Regions from separate parts of the Mus musculus genome. Here region 2 is linked to region 1. A link is a contact called in public HiChIP or PLAC-seq data. All regions are on one chromosome and are shown on one strand. Each heading gives the region's core, a stretch centred on a gene start, on an enhancer-like site or on the middle of the called end of the contact. The rest is flanking DNA. Distances are from core to core; before and after follow the strand shown.

Evidence for each region. HiChIP or PLAC-seq counts read pairs in DNA pulled down with a chosen protein or histone mark.
Region 2: a contact with region 1 is called in an H3K27ac HiChIP or PLAC-seq map of microglia, with 6 times the contacts expected there. The contact joins two enhancer-like sites. A contact is called at or near these places in 3 of 39 promoter capture datasets (3T3-L1-derived adipocytes, liver and pre-B cells), 2 of 115 datasets of contacts at active chromatin or transcription factors (extraembryonic endoderm stem cells and microglia) and 1 of 9 other capture datasets (adipose tissue).

What each region holds. Positions count from the first base shown.
Region 1 is chr11:117,717,646-117,720,949 of GRCm38.p6, forward strand. All of the region lies in intron 4 of Tnrc6c (trinucleotide repeat containing 6C), which reads left to right. Among named protein-coding and RNA genes, the nearest start is that of Tmc6, 61 kb to the right of the region's middle. Within about 2 kb of position 1,301, at least 23 of the 459 cell types and tissues checked have an H3K27ac peak or open chromatin away from gene starts, as enhancers often do. A contact at or near this core is called in microglia, where this site is marked.
Region 2 is chr11:117,990,237-117,993,321 of GRCm38.p6, forward strand. All of the region lies in intron 1 of Pgs1 (phosphatidylglycerophosphate synthase 1), which reads left to right. Among named protein-coding and RNA genes, the nearest start is that of Pgs1, 4.9 kb to the left of the region's middle. Within about 2 kb of position 1,640, at least 155 of the 459 cell types and tissues checked have an H3K27ac peak or open chromatin away from gene starts, as enhancers often do. A contact at or near this core is called in microglia, where this site is marked.

The sequences.
Region 1 (3,304 bases), core at 51-2,550:
CCCACTCCTGTTTCTTGGCCCTGGCATTCCCCTGTACTGGGGCATATAAAGTTTGCAATACCAAGGGGCCTCTCTTCCCAATGATGGCCGACTAGTACTGGTTAGTTCATATTGTTGTTCCACCTATAGGGTTGCAGACCCCTTCAGCTCCTTGGGTGCTTTCTCTAGCTTCTCCCTTGGGGGCCCTGTGTTCCATCCTATAGCTGACTGTGAGCATCCACTTCTGTATTTATTTGCCAGGCACTGGCATAGCCTCATACGAGACCGCTATAACAGGGTCCCTTCAGCAAAATCTTTCTGGCGTATCCAATAGTGTCCGGGTTTGGTGGCTGATTATGTCTCCCTTGGATTTTTATATGAAGTCAATTTTACATGTGGTAGAGAGGGAGGGTCTCAAGAGCTAACGACAGCTATGCTCTTTGACCCAAAAACCAGAGGCAAGGAATCTGTGCTCACAGTAAATATTAAGGGACACACATGGTCAAAACCACCAGGGACTGCTTTCTCCAGTTTGTGGTTTGTCATTCAGTTAAAAGACCTGTGGTGGTGAAGAACAAACTCCTTTGCTGTTTGTGTGAGTGCCAATAAAAGCATTCAACAGAGTCCTAACTTTCCTACCTGACCAAGTCACTGCCTGATATGGATGTGGCTTACTATAGCTTTTGGGAGGTCTGTGTTATCCTCTGGCTGGGGAGAACGCTCAGGGGCTAAGAGCACTGACTGCTCTTCCGAGTGGTCCTGAGTTCAGTTCCCAGCACCACATGGTGGCTCACAACCATCTGTAATGGAATCTGATGCACTCTTTTGGTGTGTGTCTGAAGACAGCTACAGTGTACTGGTATAAATAATAATAAACAATATTTTTTAAAAAGAGAAAATTTTATCCTCATAGGGTAATGTGGGTATTTAAACATCAAGAGGAAAGCTTTTTCCCTTGTTGTTGTGATTCAATCCTTTAATTATTTTTATTTTTTATTTTTTTGGGTTTTTTGAGACAGGGTTTCGCTGTGTAGCCCTGGCTGTCCTGGAACTCACCCCGTAGAGCAGGCTGGCCTCGAACTCAGAAATCCGCCTGCCTCTGCCTCCCAAGTGTAAAGGTGTGCGCCACCACCGCCCGCTGATTTAATCCTTTTGGATTTAGTCACTTAAGACAGCTATGTTGCTTAGATTTTTATAGAGGCTACTATTTATAGAACATATAAGCCATTTAAACAGGAAAAAGAGTATTTAGCGTTACACTTGAACCTCATTTATCTTCCCTTTTTAGGGGAGTTGCACTGATGTGTGGTAACTAGCAGGAGAGTCTTGTTTTGAAGCATGAGTTTTGGTTCCTCACTACTTAGGAGTCTCAGACTTCAGCTGGTCACCCCACTTCCCTCACCTTCTCTTCCCTGTGTGCACAGTGGGCCAGGTTTGTTTGTGAGCCTCACTAAGCTTAGGCTCATACTGTGGTCAGCACCAACCTTTGAACATAGAGAGCTTCGTTTCCTGCCTATCCCCCAGCTATGTTAGTTTTTACGTCAAGCAACAAAGCTTGTGTAACTATTTTCAAAGGTTGATATTGAACACAATATGTTCCTTCTGATGACTGTGATAGTTCTTCAAGTGGTCTTGACTTTCCCTGAGCTCCATCCAAATTAGGAGAGTGGGAAGCTGGAGAGGTGGCTTAGAGGTTAAGAGCGGCTGCTCTTCCAGAGGACCCAGGTTCAATTCCTAGCACCCACATGGCAGCTCACAACTGTTTATAACTCCAGTTCCAGAGGATCTGACACCCTCACACAGGCATATATGAAGGTCTAATACCAAATGTAGATATAAAAATTAAAATGTTAGAGTATATCAGTTAGGGTCCTCCAGAGGAGCAGACTTAGAGCGGGAATTATGTGGGGTTTGTTATACGCTAATCCAGCAGTGGCTGTCTACCAATGGAAGGTCTGAGATTCCAGCAGTGATTCAGCCCACGAGGCTGGATGTCTTAGCTGGCCTTCAGTGTACAGGAGAATTCCAAAGACGTAGGCTCCACTGCCAGTGAAGGCACGGGCTTTACAGCTGGAATGAGCAGGCTGTTAGCAAGCTTGCTTCTTTGTCCTTATAGAGGCTGCCTGCCAGGGTGTAGCCCAAAGCAAAGGTGGATCCTCCCATCTCAAAAGATCCAGGTTAAAAATGTGTCTTCCCACTTCACATGATTTAATTCAGAAAAAATATCCCTCCCAGATGTAAACGAGTTGACAATGAGGAATATCCCTCCCAGGTACACACTTGTCAACTGAACACACAGTTATATCTCAGCAGATGGTATTGTAACAGGAATAGAACCTGTAGGCATTTGGGCTAGTGGCTTCAGGACCTTCTTGGGTCCGATCATATATATTCTGTGTCCATTTGATTGGATTGCTGCTGTATACATCCTAGTTTATAAGTTGGAGGGTTTGGTAATACTCAGCTCATGATAGAAAGTTCAAGTTGCATGATAACTTGGTGGCCCATTGATTGTCAAATGATCAATTTTCACTAGCAAGCCAAGAGCTGTCTTTCAAAGAGAGAATAGTTGTCTGCAGCCAAGGGTTGGTCCTTGCTCCTAAATCCCAAAGGTCTCTGTGAGTCATCTGTAGGCCTGCTAAACACCCTAACAACATCCCTGTCTACCACTGAGACCTCAGGCACCATTGGCTCTGCAGGACCATATGGTCCAATTGGTAGAGCAACCTGCATAGTAGCCTGGACCTGTTGAGAAGTCTTCTCCTGTTCAGGCTCCACACGAAGCTAGCACCTTCCCAAGTCACTGGGTCTACGGACCCTGAGTAACACACCCAAGTGAGTAGATGTGCTGTCTCCAGAATCCAGACAGGCCCATTAAACGCTTCTTTCTAAGTGCAGTAACTCATCCTTCACTTTAGAAGAAATGGTACACATGCCCCACACCATTAGATTCCTAAGAATTTCACCAAAGTAGATTTTTGAATGTTGGTTGCTGTCTCCTGCACAGCAGGAGCTAGTCCAGTCATCTTGATAACATCAAGGAAACATTCGGGGTTTTAAGGGGTTGGTTGGTTGGTTGGTTGGTTGGTGGTTTTTGTTGTTGCTGTTTTGTAGTCCTGGGATGGAACCCAGGAACTTAGATGTGCTGGGCAGGTGCTCTACCACTGAGCCACACCCACAGCCCCTTATGCTTTTTATGCATTTTTCAATGAGAATTGAGAACTTAAGATAAAAAGCTAGTTTTCTCCCCAAAACTAGTTCTTAGTTGATTCATTGACAGATGGGAGGAGAATCTAATTTTGAGTTTTGTTTCATCTTTTTCCAG
Region 2 (3,085 bases), core at 390-2,889, 270 kb after region 1:
AAGTGTCTGACTCACTGTCATTGAGAGAACTAGACAGTTCATTTATTCCTCGTGTGGATGGGTCATTGCTCTTCTAGGCGAGATAAAGGCACAGCCCTGCCTTTAAAGTGTTTCAGCCTATGAGCAGACAGTTCCAGGAAAGTAGGGTGGAAGGTCATAGTGACACCCAGGAGAGGCTTCTGAGATTATGGAAGGCTCCCAGTGGCAGAGCCCAGAGCTGTTTGGAATGAAGCAAAGTGAAGAAGGGGGAGTGGGCATTTAAGGGGGGGTGATGTGAGCAGGCGTGGGGGGGGGGCAGTGCTTGAACCATTTCTAGCAGCTGATGGAGTGTTGCTAAGTAGGAGAGGAGCTAGGAGCAAGTCAGTGTCCTGGGCCAGAGACCTTGGAGGCAAACGCTAGGTCCTTGTGTGATTTCGTTTGTGAATGGCGCAGGCCTGAGATTGGTGGTGGAGGTGCTCCTGTGATGTCAGGGCAATGGGAGGGAAGAGTTAGTCCTGCACTGGGGATGCTGCTGAGGTAGGGCGTCGGGTGACTGAACCGGAGTAAAAGCCACAGGTTTGGGGAATGATGATGAGGTCATTTGTGGCCTGTGAGCTGCAGCCAGGTGGAGGTGCCCAGTGCTCAGAAGCCCACGCCTAGTGATGCACAAAATGGGCTCCTTACTGGAGCAGGTGAGACTTAGTGGGAAGTGTATAAAGAGGGGGTTCTGTCCTCATCTTGAATTTGTTTGCCATACAAGAAAGTATCCTCTTGTGGCCTGTAGACTTTCCTTTAAAGCAATATTTATTTATTAACTATGTATAACAAAATCTTATTTTGTGGGGGAGGGGCGGCGAGACAGAGACACTGGTCCAATTCCTGGCTTGTGAGAGGGAACCAAGTAACCATAGAGGGAAGGGTCTTTGAACGGTGTGACTTTGGAGGGTTAGTGGACATCCTGAGAAACTTCTACTGAGGAATTTTCCCACTGCAGGGTTACTCTCCTTTGACCATTTCTAATGTGGGGGCTCGGCCTTCCCAACTCATTAGAGCTCTGTCCTTTGGCTTATTTTAGTTTTTGACACATCGTCTTATGTAGCCCAGGCTAGCTTCAAACGCGAACAGCTGATCCACTTGCCTTCAAGTGCTTCTTATTTCAAGTACTATTCACTGTGCTCTGCTTCCCTGAGTTTGTCAACGTTTTCTGGTTGTCCTGGGTTTGAACACAGGACGCTTACATATGCTGAACAAGCACTTTGCCACTGAGCTAGTCCTCAGTCCTCAGTCGCCTCCTGATTTATTATTTAGGGCAGTGAGAGCAGGTGGCAGAGAGAATCTGGAACCAAGGAATAGTTTCTCAGAATTCTCAGCTGATTGACTTTTAGTTGTAGCTTGGTAAGTTGCTGTTGAGTTTCCCTGAGTGTGACTTAGCTGGTGTGAGTGGGGCCCAGCTGGGCACATGCTGCTAAGCAGATGGAGAGCTGCCTGGGATTAAACCACTCAGTTCCTTCCATATCTAATCCTCTCTGTAAATACTGACTTAAGTCAGTAAAGGAGACAGCCTGACGGGAGCCCTCGGGGGCAGGTATGGTCCATGTCATGCTTAGTTCCTGCTGTGCCTCAGTAGCCGGCAGCTCTTCAGTCCCCAGTGTCACTGACTTCCCTTTAGCTTGTGGTCAGTGTATAGCTGGAGCGGTGCTTGCTGGGGAGTCCAGTGGCCACAGTGTTGAGTAACCGAGAGCATCACTTCCCTTCCTGGGCTCAGACGGCAGAAGTCAGGAAGGGCCTCTGCTGCCAGGGCTGCAGGAAGTACAGACTTCTCAGGAAGCTATGACTGTTGATCTTCTCATCAGTTACCTTTACGTGTAAATATGTAAATGTGGGGGAGTGGAGGGTGGACTCTTCTGAAAAAGTAGTTTCTGAAAATGGGATGACCAAATACCACAGTTTCTTTTAAAGACTTGGAGGGAAGGGCAGGGGGTGTTTTTGGACAGATTTGACTGGGATCCCATCAGTCTTTGCCAGGAACTCTGTGTGTTTCCCAGAGGGAATGAACCCTGAGGCCGATGTGCAGGACACAGCATTCCTGGCCATTGAGGGTTCTCTGGTAGGGCAGGCAGTCTTTCAGCTTCACAGCACTGTCCAAAGCTGAGCAGGTTGACCTACAGTTTGTATCCCCAGAGCCAAACAACTGTCATCTTGGTCTTTCAGCTGTGTGGACTTGAAAAGAGATCTAAGCTGGGCTTGTCTCTTCACATCTATCCTTCATAGATGGTCTGGGAGGGTCACAAGACCCACACCTGAGCAAGTATTCTCTCTTTAACACCTGCTGTATGCAAGACTGCTGCTTACAGCACATGGCCCTAGAGCAGGGGTAAGGTATATAGGCTGGCGAAGACTGCAGAGAGGGGGCTTTGGGGACATCATTTTCCCTGCTTCTGGTGTGTCCTTCTTGTGGGGAGCACATATGCTGACCCATCCCCTGTGCTCTGTCAGGAAGCCACTCATGTAATTCATGAGTACATGAGTAAATTCATGTACTCATCCAGAGTGAGCCTTGGTGTGTTGTTGCCTACCCTGGGAAGGAGTTTTAGTCCTACTGTCTCCCGAGGGTGGTGGCAGCACTGGGACTGTGGCTTCAGAGGTGAATTGCAGACAACACTGTGCTTCTGGGGTTGTCTCTCCGCTAAGAATAGGGGAGCTAGGCTGGGTCTCACCATGGCTCACCCATAGGCAAGGCAAGCCAGTGTCTTTCCACAGGTACTTGGAGCCTCAAAATGCTTGGTGAGATGAATGGTCCTGCTGCGCCACCCAAGGTGCTTTCTGTGGGGTGGCAGTTTGGCTATTCTGAACCCAGTTGATGCTGGGGAGGAGTGTTGAGGGGGAAACTGTTTTACCTGGGACTCATGTACACCAGGCTGACTTCGCCATCCATTCAGGGGCCCAGAGAAGCATGTACATGCTGTGTGCTGGGGTGGTTGAGTCTGTAGGTCGTTGGGATGATGGGAAGAAGCCTATTTCTCTGCCTGACCCACTTCCACCTTTCACACTCGTGCTCCCTCCATAGGACCCTGCCTATTGGCTTTCCAGTCATTCCTGAGTTCAG